Regions from separate parts of the Mus musculus genome. Here regions 1 and 2 are each linked to region 3. A link is a contact called in public promoter capture Hi-C data. All regions are on one chromosome and are shown on one strand. Each heading gives the region's core, a stretch centred on a gene start, on an enhancer-like site or on the middle of the called end of the contact. The rest is flanking DNA. Distances are from core to core; before and after follow the strand shown.

Region 1 (4,384 bases), core at 221-2,720, 2.1 Mb after region 3:
CTAGGCTGGACACAGGCCCCTAAAAAGACAAAAAGGGTGTTTTCTCTTTGAGAAAGGTCCCCTAGCCATCATTACTGTACTCCTTCGCAATTCATAGCTCCAATTTGTCATCCTGGGACCTTCATAAGCTAAGCTTAAGTCTCTTAAAAATAAACTAGAGGCAGATTTTTTTTCTCTCTCTCTTAGTATGTTATATAATTAGAGGCGAAATGTCAAAATGTATTAAAAATGTGTTAGCTTAATTCAGCATCAGTTAGCAAGCTCGGGATCCCATCTGTGACAGCTGGGCCAAAAGCCCTCCCCAACAGCTGTGAGTAGTCTTCCAGGCTGGTTTGGTTTCCTCCAAGGAGCCCTGCCTCCAATTCCTGCCCACAAGCAGCGGACGGACATGCTTCCTGTCTACACAACCAGTTCTCAAGGATGCAGGGAGAAGGGGGGTCAGGGTGGGGTGGGGTGAGCGGCTGCACTGTCCTCAGGAACTGATTCCTTCACTGTGCAACTGTCAAGCCTAAGCCTATCTAAACCAAGCCCTTAAAACGCAAATCCCACAGCTAAAGCCAGAGGAAAATCAGCCGCCAAGGCAGCTCATTCCACTTCACTAGCTGTCTGTCATATTGCTCTGAAATAACAACACCACAAATAAAATAAAGGCGAGAAAGGGGGTCCAGAGAGCAAACCACCGAACCCTCTGACCCTACGCAGCCCTCATCTCCTGTGCGGTCCCGTGTCGGGGTTCCATCCCGTTAGCCAAGGAAGGTGGAGTCCATCTTCTGGGAAGGTGCTCCGAGCCTGGGTCAAGCAGGTTGTGCCCAGGGCAGGTTCCTGCACCTGCCCCCAGCAGCTCCCGAGCAGAAGCGCTCGCCCCGCAGACGTTCCCTGGGGCTCACGTCTTCCGCAGGCGCTGGCTCGGCACAGGCCAGAGTTCCAACGGCCCCAAGACGCGCCCCGAGGCAGACGGCCTCCGCCCCTCTCCCGCCTCAAGTGGACAAATCCGCTCCACAGCGAACCACGGACTCGGGGCACGCCGACGCCCACACTCACCTGGTGCGCGAAGCCCCGGAGGTGAGCCATGTCCCCGCTGACGTGACCAGTCCGTCGCAGCCGCTCCGCCCGCTCGCCTCAAGCACCTGCGAGAAACCGCAGGCCGCTCGGTCAACAGTGGCCAGGGGGACCCGTTCCGTGGCGTCCCTCCACCCGCGACCTCCGGTCCCGCGCCCAGGGCCCCCGACCCGCCCTCAGGGCGTGCCCGGCCTCCCCAACATTCAGGCGAGGCCCGCTGGCAGCGCCCACCTCCGGGCGGCTCCATCTCGGACTCCGGGCCCGCTTCGCAGTCCCCACGGCGGCTCACACCGCAATTCGGTCTCCCGGAACGCCCAGGCCTCCCAGCCCGTGAGGTGGAGGCAGCGGCTCTGAGCAGGGCGTCGTGGCGAGCGCGAAGCTCTGTGGGACTAGGAGTCCCGCAGCCCGCCCCGTACCCCGGGCACGCAAAATTGAGACTACAAGTCCCAGCAGGCTGCGCGGTAGGATGAGGTGTTACGCAAGTGCTCCGGGGCCCTGATGGCGACAGACTACAAGTCCCAGGAGAACTTGCGGTGGGCGGTCAGTGGAGAGGCACAAATGCGCCACAGATTGGATCCGAACCTTGAGATATGCCCGAGCTGGGCTGCCCCTCCTGTCAGGCCGCGCGGTGACGGGTGCAGCGCGTGCGCAGTTGCCTTGACGTTTTCTAGGCTTTTTTTTCTCTTTTTTTTTCAGCCCTCCTCTCATTTTCCCAGTTCTGTTTGCCAAGCTTCTGAGACCCATACTGTGTGCCTGGAGTGCGAACCCACATTACCCTCATATCCTGGTGCTCCAGCTTTAACCGCAGTGTGACCTTCTTGTCTGCGCTTAGCAACACACACACACAAGGAGTACGCCCACGCGCGCCCTTAGAAAAGTCGCCCATTGTTGGACAAGTGCTTCTCTCCTGCCTCAGTTTCCCTATCTGAAAAGGTTTAATCGTAGGTCCCCAGGACATGACCTGGCGCTGGGAAGAGTTGTGTGGTCCAGCGGGGATTTCCAAAGGTTGGAAGATGCCTTTCATCCTGTGAATTCAGTATGAGTGACTAGTCAGCAATGTCCACTTCTATGCAGTCTCCTAGTGTTCCACGGGAGGGAGATTTGGCTCCATACTGTGTCCATTCCTATGACGGCTCAGTGCAAACCACCATAATGTCCCTACTCCCCAACTCATAAAGGCTTGTTGTTTCTGTTCTCTGGTGGATTTTCTTCCTGGGCACCATCCTGGAACCTTAAACCTTGCATGCAAGACCTTGCATCAGATTCTTTAACCGCCAAATTTTACTACATGTTGATTAGGTTTTCTTTGCTGTGTTTTTCCCCAGAAGAAAATAGACTTCCAGCAAACAGCCCTGCCCTGGATCCTGAAGCACCTTGGTTTCCTCCCCTCCCCCGCCCCAAGGCATCAACAATAGGGGCAAATATTTTTATTGCCCCTGAAAAAGATCATCTGTAGGATGGCCTTCAGCCTACCTATCCCTCCTATAGAAAAGTCTGAAATTAGGCAAGGCCAACTCTATTAAGACTTATTTATGTACATATATGTGTATGTTAAATGTGAACAGGAACCTACTGAGATCTGAAAAGGCCTGGATCTGGAGTTGCAGAGGGTCATATGCTGAATGGCATGGGTGCTAGAACTAAATTCTGGTCCTCTGGAAGAGCAACAAGAATTCTTAATGATTGAGGAATCTCTGTAGGCCTTTATTTTTGATTTTTAAGACAGGACCTCATTCTGTAGCCTAGGCTGGCTTAAAACTCTCTATGTGGCCCTTTTTGGCCTCAAATTCACAGCAGTTCTGCCTCTGCCTCTGCCTCTGCCTCTGCCTCTGCCTCTGCCTCTGCCTCTGCCTCTGCCTCTGCCTCTGCCTCTGCCTCTGCCTCTGCCTCTGCCTCTGCCTCTGCCTCTGCCTCTGCCTCTGCCTCTGCCTCTGCCTCCCAAATGCTGGGGTTATCCATATGAACCATCAGACTTCATGTGAAAAGCCCTACTCATGAGATTAAACTTCGTATTGGTTTATTGCTTTGTTCTTGGGTCAAATAGATATTGAAGAGTTGTTGGCTGTTTAGGAAGACTTCCATGTAGTTTATCTATAAAACACTTCCCAAGGGTCTGGAGAGATTTTCTTTTCAGCTGTTAAGAGCACTGGAGACTTTTGCATAGGAACCAGGCTTGGTTCCCAGCACCCACATGGTGGCTCTCAACTATTGGTCACTCCAATTTCAGGGGATCCGAGTCCTCTTCTGGCCTCTGTGGGCATCAGGTACACAAGTGGTACACAAACATCTGTGGATGTGAATGACTATACATATAAAATAATAAATTCATTGTGTCTTAGTGAGGGTTCATATTGCTGTGATGATATGACCAAAGCCACATGGAGAGGAAAGGGTTTATTTGGCTTATAATCTACAACACTGCTCCTCACCAAAGGAAGTCAGGACAGGAACTCAAACAAGGCAGGAACCTGGAGGCAGGATCTGATGCTAAGACAATGGAGAGGTACTGCTTACTGGCTTGTTTTTCATGGCTTGTGCAGCCTGCTTTCTCATAGAAACTGGGGCCACCAGTCCAGGGATGGCACCATCCACAATGGTCATTGTCATTGTCATGATTATTGGAATATCTCCTGTCTCAGTGATGTATAAAGATTGTTTCCCATCACCTGGAATTGGTTTCTGTGGTGATTTGTATATGCTTGGCCCAGGGAGTGGTACTATTAGAAGGTGTGGCCCTGTTAGAGTAGGTGTGTCACTGTGGGAGTGGGCCTAGGACCCTCACCCTAGCTACCTAGAAGCCAGTATTCAGCTAGCAGACTTCAGATGAAGATGTAGAACTCTCAGTTTCTCCTGCACCACGCCTGCCTGGATGCTGCCATGTTCCTGCCTTGATGATAATGGACTGAACCTCTGAACCTGTAAGGCAACCCCAATTAAATGTTGTTCTTATAAGAGTTGCCTTGGTCATGGTGTCTGTTCACAGCAGTAAAACCCTAAAACGGTTTCTAAAGAGCTGATTCAGCCAATAACTGCTCAGAGGAGAAAGAGAAGGGGGAACTTCCGATCCCAGTCACGGGGTCTGAAAGAGACCAGAGAGAGAAGGAAAGAGAGGGGAGAAAAGATATTAAGTTTGAATGTGGTAAAATAAAGTCTCCAGAGAAAGGAGAGAGTTAGAAATTAGAAAATAAAATATTTTCCATAATAAAAAAATAGAAAAAAATTTAGAAGAGGACATTTGGACCCCATGTAATTTTGCTAGGAGTATCAGCATACTGATAACTATGTCTAAAAATGATTATAATTTTTTTATATCCTCTTTAAGAAA
Region 2 (4,643 bases), core at 991-3,490, 2.3 Mb after region 3:
GGGACCAAGTATCTTAAAAACAAAGACAAAAAACAAAAGGCTGGGGGCTGGAGATGTGGCTCTATGGATAAACTGTTTGCCATATAACAGGAAGACTGGGGTTTGGATTTCTAGTACCCCAGAACCCAGATATAAGCCAGCAGGAAGAAAGACATTTAGGGAGACAGACAGGACCCAGAAGCACAAAGGCCAGTGTATCCCAAAATTATCTCAGCTAGGCATGAGGCCAGCCTGGTCTATAAGGCAAGTTCCAGGATAGTCAGGGCTGTTATGTAGGGAAACCTAGTATCAAAAAAAAAACAAAACCAAAAACCAAACCAAACCAAAAAAAAAAAAAAAAAACTTTTAATAAAACAAAACAAGCCGGGTGTGGTGGTGCACGCCTTTAATCCCAGGCAGAGGCAGGCAGATTTCTGAGTTCAAAGTCAGCCTGGTCTACAAAGTGAGTTCTAGGACAGCCAGGGCTATACAGAGAAACCCTGTCTCGAAAAAACAAAAACAAACAAAACAAAACAAACCTTGCCTCAGCAGTTAAAAGCACTTACTGCTCTTGCCAAGGACCCAGGTTTGGTTCCCAGAACTCACATGACAGCTTACAACTCTCAGTAACTCTAGTTACAGGAGTTGTCTTCCTTGGGCAGCAGGTATGCATGAGGTGCACATACAGGTAGCCATTTATATTACACAAAAACGAATACATATTTTTTATGAGGCCAGCCTGGTCTATAAGGCAAGTTCCAGGATAGTCAGGACTGTTATGTAGGGAAACCTAGTATCAAAAAAACAAAACCAAAAACCAAATCAAAAAAAAAACCTTTTAATAAAACAAAACAAGCCGGATGTGGTTAAATACGATGGTCAAATACGACGATGTTTTATCTCAAATACGGCGATTTTTTATCTCAAATACGACGATTTTTTATCTCAAATACGTCGATTTTTTTATCTCAAATACGGCGTCGAATGGTAGGGTAGAGGAAACCTCCCAAGCTGGCCTCTGGTCTCGACGTGCGGGTGTTTGCACACATGCCACACACAGGTGCTCGCACCCTTGCCACACACAAAAGTGTGCATGTTACAACCGGGGAGCAACGACGCAGGTCTTTACACTTGTTCCCAGCGGTTTGCAGAGAAGAGCAGGTGCACGGAGTGATCCTCTAGTTCCGTTTTCTTTTCCAAGTAGGAATTCAGAAGCTTGCCGATTTCCGTTGATCTTTCTAGAAAGACAAAGATACACTCGACTGAAGTCAGACTCTTCACCTGAAGTCTACAGGGGTTTGCACTTAAGTTCTCTCCTTGCACCTACACCTAACTTTCAACCTCCAGACAGCTTTGGACCATCTCTGAAGCCAAAGAAGTCTCCCCGAGAAAAGGAAGTAATGTACGTGCAAGTCTTGATTTCAAAAGTACTTGTAAGACTTTTGACTGGTTGGTTTGAAAATTAAAATATCCTGCAAAGTGGTTGTTCCAATTCCCAACCTACTTAATTTGTAGGATCAGGGGTTGGTGTCCAGTGTACAGGGCGCAAGGCCAAAAGTCAACCTTATGTTCCCTTTTCAGTACTTTTCCACCTTGTGTTTTCAGAGAGGAGCTTCTACCTGAAGCTCAGTTTTGGCTGAACTGGCTGGCTCACAAGTCCCAGGAACGAGTCCGTCTCACCTCTCCAGCGGTTGGATAAGCAACCGTACTAGGTTTTTTTTTTTTTTAACCTGGGAAACTAAACCCAGGCTCTCATTTCAGCCTGTATTTTATTAACTAAGCCATCTCCACCAGCCGGGCCCTCCCAAATCAATGACCAATGAAGAAAATGTCTTCCAGGCTTGTCTGCTGGCCAATCTGGTGGGGCCAGTTTTCTCAATTGAGGTAGCTTGAGTCAAACTGACATAGACTAGCCAGCACACGCATGCACAATAATAAATAAATAGATGTTCTAAAAGCTTTTAAAGATACTAAGACTACAACCCAAAGAGAGAGTGAGGGAATTCTCCAGGCCCACCCGCGCACCGGGGAAACGCAGCAGCTCCGCTCTGTGGCCCGAGGCGCACAGCGCGGTCACCAGCTTGAGGCCCTGCGTGGTCTTGCCAGCACGGTCCACACCCTCCAGCACGATGAGCGCTCCCCGACGCGACGCCATCGCCCGCACAGCACCGGTCAACTTGCCAGGTTCCCGCCAATGTTAGATGCAGCAGAAGCCCGGCGTGCACGGAAGCCCTGCCCTCTTCCGGTTGGAAAACGAATTCTGTGGCCTGCGGGGAACAGCTTCCGGACGTGACGTAATCTAGGCCCGGGAGTCTGCAGTTTAGCGAGCGCCAACTCGCGGAACTTCCGTTCGCCGCTCCCGAAGAGCACCAATCTTAAGGACTGTGGTTGCGCAGGCTCTGGTCACGTGGAAGTTCGAGACCTGTAACGGAATCAAATTTTTATGCCCCTAAGCGCGCTACTGAAGGGTTCTAAAAGTTTCTTATCACACACACACCTGCGCGCGTACAGGAGCCATGTGATGATCAGGCTCTGAAAGGAGTTAAGGATAGGAACATCGACCCCCAAGATGTACTTTCTGCAGCATTTTCGAACCGCTCAGGAATTTTCCTTGTCGTTTTAGTGTAAGTTGGTGGAAGGAAATGGGTTTATTTGCAGCGTGGGCAGAATTGAAACCACCCCCCCCCCTTTTAAATTCCTTTCCCCCTAGCAGTGTTTTTACAGACAAAATAAAGTCAGGGAAAATACATGAGCAGGAGGCGGGCAAATCTCTGTGAGTCTGAGGCCACTTACATAGTTTCAGGCCAGCCAGGGATACATTGTGAGACCCAGGCTCAAAAACCCAAACAACAGTACTCTAGAGGAAGAGAAAAAAGGATCCGCAGTCAAAGGCTGGGCTGGGTTATGTTTTGCCTAATGAACAAAGATTCCATACCCAGCACAGAATAAATTGGATATAGTGAGTGACATAGCCTATAAACCCAACATTTGGGAGGTAGATCAAGGTTTATGCAAACATTTGAACTAACACCCAAAGAAGTGACACAGATGCCAGACACATATGTAAAAATGTGCAACACAAACATATTGTTAGGAATCATGAATTAAGATAATTTCACCTCTTCGAGAATAGCCCAAATCTACAATTCTAACCCTTCATCATGCTGGTGAGGACGTGGAGCGAAGGAGACTGTCAGTGCAGAGGAGAAGGCAAAAACGGTGTGGAAGATAGCTTGGCTGTTTCTCAAGAAAGCACTCTACTTTTAACATGAAGTCAATATTTACCCAAATGGGTTGGAAACTATGTCTGCACACAAATGATTGTATCAGCTCTAGCCACATTTGCCTAAATATGGAAGCAGCTAAGATGTCCTCCAACACGCAAACTGATAAACTGGTAATTACACAGTGAAATAATTTTGAAGTAAAAAGTGAATTATCAGTTACTTACTAGGACATGGAGGAACCTGAACTGTATAATGATAAATGCAGCCAGTCTGAAAAGACTGTGTACTGTAAAATGCAACTACATGGCATGTTAGCAAAGCAATACTACAGAGACTCTAAAACGTTTATTGGTTACAAGTATGCGTGTGTGTGTGTGCGCGCGCTATTGTAATAGACCAAAAGAATTAAAGGCAGTGAAAAATATTCTTCAGGATGCTATAAGGGGGATACTTAATACTTCTCAGAAATATTAGAGCCCACCAAGAGTGGACTCTGGTAAACCCTGGATTTTAGTTATATTGTTTCATTAACTGTAACAGAGTTGCCGTAGGAATGTAAAATGTATTTTTGCAGGCATCGAGGGGTGCGTGGCTTCTTCACGAAGTGCGAGTCAAAGCAACCGAGGTCCAGCGTGGGCACGCCCCCCTCGGGACCAGACAGCCACAAAGAGCATGGAAGTTAACCGATGCCTGTGAGGGGGTCTCCTTCCGGGAGGCCCCGTCAGCCAGGAGAAACCACAGGCAGCGGGTGTCTGAACAACGCGGGAAGAGCGGCAGGTGTCGGCTGGCAGGTTTGGCGCCAGCACACGTGCAAGCGGAGTCCCCTGCCAGGGCTTGGAATCCGGCTGGGCCAGAGACAGAGCTTCCACATTGCAAACTGCGAACCGAGCACATCGCCCATCCGCGTTCCCTCAGGGCAAGCCCCACAGCGCCGCCTGGCGACCACAGCCGGCCGGAAGCCTAGGGGTGGCCCCTGAGTTGCCCCGCCCACTTTCCGGCCAATCGGAGCACGCGGCTCATGAATAGTGAGCGCGCGGCGCCGCCCCGCCCCGAGTCCGCGGCACCGCCCGCTCGCGCAGACCCCGAGCGTGGCCGAGGCGAAGATGGCGACTGCCATGTACTTGGAGCACTATCTGGACAGTAAGCACTCTGGCCGAGCCGCCGCCCGCGCGGGTTCGCGCCGCCGCCGCCGCCCCCGGCCCACCGCGATCCGTGCGAGGCTCCGGGATGCGGAGGAGGATGGGGACTGATCATGGGGACTGTGGGGGCTCACGGCGGGTCTGGGGCGGGGCCGCAGATGGAGGGCGTGGGGCGCGGCGCGGGGTCCCGCCGCCTCCGCCGCGCCAATTCCAGGTGCGTCACGGAGGGGTGTGGCCTGGGGCTCAGCCCGCCTTCTCCGCTTCGGCCACACCCCCGACGCTGACCACGCCTCTGTTC
Region 3 (4,740 bases), core at 330-2,829:
TGGCTTTATCAGATTATAATTCCATCCAAGGTATGTCTGAAGCCACCCCATAATCTCATAGACACACACACAAACACGAGAGAGAGAGAGAGAGAGAGAGAGAGAGAGAGAGAGAGAGAGAGAGAGAGAGAGTGTTAGTTTCTGAGTACTCTTGAGATCTAAGTTGAGAGCCATCAAAATGGTGTATATAGTAGCTAGTGCTAAGGATTGTGACTCCCTTGAGGAGCTATACTTGGGTGTGTCTTCCATAGTACCTCTCTTCTAAGTCTTTAGGTTAAAGTCTAATGTTAAAGTATTTTAAATAAAACCTCAACATTGCTTCCATTAGTCTTAACAAATTTTTTTTTTCCCGAGCCAAAGCAGTAAGTCCAGTTTTGCTTGAGTTTTGGTCTCAACGAAGTTCTCAGGCTAGGGTGACAGCCTGGAGTTTTATCTCTGTCCCCTCACCCGTGACACTCCCTTTTCTGGAAGCAAACTGACACCTACTATTCCACTCTGTTTCCGAAGCTGATTCCTTTAGTGACCTATGTGTGGAAGAGTGCATTATTTGTTCGTTATTGCTGGCTTATTTCACTGAGCAGAGATCCTCCAGGGTTGGCCATGTTGTAACCTGGGGCAGAGGCTTTTTAAAGGATATATGGATGGCCACGACACCACATTTTGATGCGCATTTGGGTGGTTTTACCCTTGAGGTATCCCAGCCAGGGATGTGCAGCCGTGGAGCAGAGCCATAAGGCTGAGCCACCTCTGGCTCTTTGCCTTGCAGCGTCATTGGTGTCACCTGTCCCTCGTGCCAACGGTGTTATCAAGACCAAACACCACTGCAGGAATCTCCCCGCTCCCCTCAAAACCCTCAGAGCCCGTGGCTCTGTTCCAGGATGCCTCACACAGCTCCACAGACCTGTGCAACTGAGCCAGTCTGGGCACGAGGATTTGTTGGGCACCTATAGTCGCTAGCTCCCAGCTGGTGTGCCATGACCACACAAAGATGCAGACAAGTCACAGCCGCGGTGTTGGAGACTGTGGCCTTGCCTCCATCTCACAGGACAGCGGGGCGCTTCTGTCTCCTTAAGGCGCGGTCTCCCCCCGGTCCACTGGGGTCCTCCCCCTGCAAGGTACCTTCCCTAAGTTGTGTAGAGGAGAATGAAAGGACCCGACAGCGTCCATGCTTAAGAACTGTTCGTAACGCAACGCACACAGTGTGACCGATGTAAAATCGGGAGTGCTTGAGGGAAAGCCACTCTGTCAACACGCCTTGACCAAGTTACAGACACTATTGGCTCCATGGAGACATTCTGGGCTGCCTTCGTCTAACACAACTTTGCAAGTCACCGACTCGGAAGGCACCGTTTGGAGTCTCGTAGAAAGGACAGCAGCGCAGCCCCACGTCACTCAACACCCTTCAGCCGCTGCGATAGCGGACCACAGTCCACTGGGCCGTAACGGTCCCGCCCACGTCCCGCCCTCCAGTGGGCGGGAACAGAATCGACCAACCAGGAGTTCCTGAGGCATGCAAATAAGCCTCCGCCCCCAGAGGAAAGGCGTTTCCCCAGAAGCTGCTGCTGTTGCCTCGGGAGACGCAGTTTGGTCAACCCCGCTAATCAGCAATCAAGTCCGTTAGCCAGGCCGGAAGTGGAGACCCCAGCACCCTCCGTCCGGAGCAGGAAGTACGAAAAGGAGGCTCATACTCCCCGGAAGCCGAGCCCTGGACACGCCCACCTGCCGGAAACGCCGGCGGTGCTTCTCTGACAGCGTTGCTCTCTGACAGGATTGCTGCGGAGGTGGACAGGCGGCGGGGTCAGGGCGGAGGCTGAGGACCAAGTAGGCATGGCGGAGGGCGGGACCGGCCCCGATGGACGGGCCGGCCCGGGACCCGCAGGTAACGTGCGCGGCTAGGGGTAGTAGGGAGCGGGGTTGCGTCTTGGGGTCAGAGTGTCCCTTGGGCGTCCGGGACTCGGGTCCTCGGTCCTCGCAGGCCAGATCCGAGGAATCGCGCCCGGGGTCAGTAAGTGTGGACGTTAGGCTCCGCGCGGCCCTAGGCGCGCGCCCCCGCTCCTGCCTGGCCTCTCGTGGACATCCCTCCCACGGAGGTTTCTTTCTGGTGGAGCTAGCCTTGTAACTGCCACCCTGTTAGCCCATCCCCGTCAGCGATGACCCTGGCTGGACCATGGGGTTCGGATCTTCTTCCAGGTATGAGCTCACTGGTCAGTAAGGGCCCTCAGAGGTCAGCCTTCGTGCGGACAGGTTCCCTTTCCCCATCCCGCCAGCCAGTCAGCGCAGTAGCTACTGGACAAACGTCCTCCGCCCCACCTCCACCCACCTTAACGACAGTGCTGTCCCCAGAGAGCTTGCTAGTGCCACAACTCTTACAGGGGCGCTTGACCCACCTGCAGAAAAAGGGTGACACTTGCCACCTGCCTTAAAGCTGCTCCACTTTGCAGTGCTGCTACAATGGAACTAACAATTCCCAGGAGAGTTTCCTGGTACGGCGTCCACCTTGGGGTCTTTCTGAACCTGCTGGTAGGTGTTTGGTAGGTGTGCTTCTGCACCCATCTCTGATTTTAGAGTTCACTGAGCTCTCTTCTGTATGCAGAAAATCTGAGAAAGCCACAATGTTGGTACAGTCTCTTGTCATTCCTCCCTCCATCAATTCAACAAACTTTGTGGATGATGTCCTATTGGCCTGACTCACCTGGGGCTATCGGGGTGACATGAAAAAGCAAGGCAAGGCCTCTACCACCAAGAGCTTTGGTTGTCATTGAATTTGATCTCAGGGACAGACAAGATCTTTGAGTGGATTGACCTGTCATGCAGGAATGAGAAATGGGAGAGAGGTGGTTGGTCAAAGGGTAGCTATTTCTTAAGGTACAGAATAGTCCTGTGGAAGAAAAAGTGGTTTTGCACCCCACCCCGACCCCAGTGTTGTTTTAGTGTCTGTTCTGTTTGTGTGTTTCCAGCTTGGGTAGAGGCACAGGTCTTCAGTGGGTAGTTGGATTAGATGATCAGAGAAGTCCGAAATTGAAATGGCTTTCGGCTCTAGAACTGGAGGAGATTCTGAAGGTCTGTTGGCCTGGGCTGGGAGTGTAGAGGAGAGGTGAGCTAAGGGGGTCCAGAGACTTTCCGAAGTCCTCTGGTGCCAGCCATTTTCCTAACAGTTACCCGGTACATCTGAATCCTCCCCAACTCTGGCTTTAAATTTTTATACTGTGCTGTAGTTACAGTGATGAAAGGAGGACCTGGAAGCGCCTTACAGATCCATTTCCAGGCTAGATAGATGCCTGCCTGTTGGTCTGCTGTGCACCAGAGTGAACCGAATAGGTTTTTGTGAACCTTGTGCTGCCTTGGTCTCAGCCCAGTCAATGGACTTTCAGGCCGCAGAGGGCAAGGATACTTAGTCGTCACCACCGTGTACCTATAGGAGAATCTGTAGGGGCTCAACGGATATTGTATTCAAATATGGAAACACATCAGCGACTAGAAAAAGCCTGCCTGTGAAGGGATATGTTTGGTAACATGCTAGGACATCCCCACAGGGTGGGAGACTTGAATCCAAGCAGTTAGAATTTGTGCTGTCTTTATTCACCTGTTGGTGCAATGCTTTTAATAAAGCTTTTCAGTCTCCTGGAGTTAGTTTGGGCTGTGATGTGAGCAAAGATGTATTTCCAAGTAGGTGATTAATTGTTCAACTACTTTCCACTGGCTGTATGTCTCACTCTGATTTTATGCCTGCTTATTACAGTTGAGCTGTTTATATTAAGATTAAAGTCTTCCTGGAGAATTGATTCTGCTTTTTGTTTTTGTTTTCTTTCTAGTCTGGTGAGAGTTTTGTTATCTAGTATGGTAGGGTTCCTTCCACCTGTTATTCTTACTAAAACAGCAACAAAAGCTATTTTCCCTTATGTATATCTACAAATACAAGTTTGAAATCATTTTGGTATATCTGATATCAAATTTCTGAAGAAACTGGATACATTATATTTATAGGGAACCCTGAGAATTTCTCTAATATTGAATCTCATCCTAGTACATGATACAGTCTTTCTATTCACTTCTATTTTTTTTGTTGTATAGGTTGGACTTGTATTTATGCACATATATTTTAGTTTTCTATTTTATTGAGGTATGATTCTCTCTCTCTCTCTCTCTCTCTCTCTCTCTCTCTCTCTCTCGTGTGTGTGTGTGTGTGTGTGTGTGTGTGTGTATGTATGGAGCTCAGAGGTCAACATTTAGTGTTTTTCTTACTCCACCTTATTTTTGAATCAAGGCTTATGTATTTGGCTAATCTAGCTGCCAGCCTGCCCAGGGATCCATGACCCTAAGCATCCTCCAGTCTCTGCCTCTCCTACCCACGTTGGAATGGTAGGGATGTGTAACTGGTCTTGGCTTTTTATCTTTTATATGGTTGTTGGGGATCTGAGCTTCAGGGCTTATATTTGTGTGGCACACACTACCAAATGAGCCATCTCTCCAGACTCTTGAACTGTAATTTCTATACAAACAAATAAAGGTATACCTTTGAGGCTTATTCCTTGTTATTTCATTTTCACTGATACAGTAAACTCCCTGAGATAGTCTAACTATAAAGAAAAGAGATGTGTTTAGTTCACAGTCATGAACACTGTGGGGACAGTTGTACTCTGCTGAATTGTCTCTTATCAAGACACATTGTGACGATTTTACAGAGCAGTGTGGTATGGAACTCATTCACCTTCCAGGAAAACAACCCTTGCTTGGCCCTTG

Evidence for each region. Promoter capture Hi-C pulls out the DNA fragments that hold promoters and counts their contacts.
Region 1: a contact with region 3 is called in a promoter capture Hi-C map of pre-B cells. The contact joins the promoter of Stk25 here to the promoter of Asb1 in region 3. A contact is called at or near these places in 1 of 39 promoter capture datasets (pre-B cells) and 2 of 9 other capture datasets (adipose tissue and liver).
Region 2: a contact with region 3 is called in a promoter capture Hi-C map of pre-B cells, with 5 times the contacts expected there. The contact joins the promoter of Dtymk here to the promoter of Asb1 in region 3. A contact is called at or near these places in 1 of 39 promoter capture datasets (pre-B cells), 1 of 484 Hi-C or Micro-C datasets (CD4 T cells) and 2 of 9 other capture datasets (adipose tissue and liver).

The regions. Positions count from the first base shown.
Region 1 is chr1:93,634,257-93,638,640 of GRCm38.p6, forward strand. Stk25 (serine/threonine kinase 25 (yeast)) reads right to left here and starts at 1,471. Exons shown (of 12, transcript NM_021537.3): 1 at 1,291-1,471; 2 at 1,042-1,127. The coding sequence starts at 1,071.
Region 2 is chr1:93,799,694-93,804,336 of GRCm38.p6, forward strand. Dtymk (deoxythymidylate kinase) reads right to left here and starts at 2,241. Exons shown (of 5, transcript NM_001105667.1): 1 at 2,005-2,241; 2 at 1,109-1,217. The coding sequence starts at 2,134. Ing5 (inhibitor of growth family, member 5) reads left to right here and starts at 4,272. Exons shown (of 8, transcript NM_025454.2): 1 at 4,272-4,346. The coding sequence starts at 4,310.
Region 3 is chr1:91,538,986-91,543,725 of GRCm38.p6, forward strand. It overlaps Asb1 (ankyrin repeat and SOCS box-containing 1), which reads left to right and starts at 1,580. Exons shown (of 5, transcript NM_001039126.2): 1 at 1,580-1,879. The coding sequence starts at 1,828.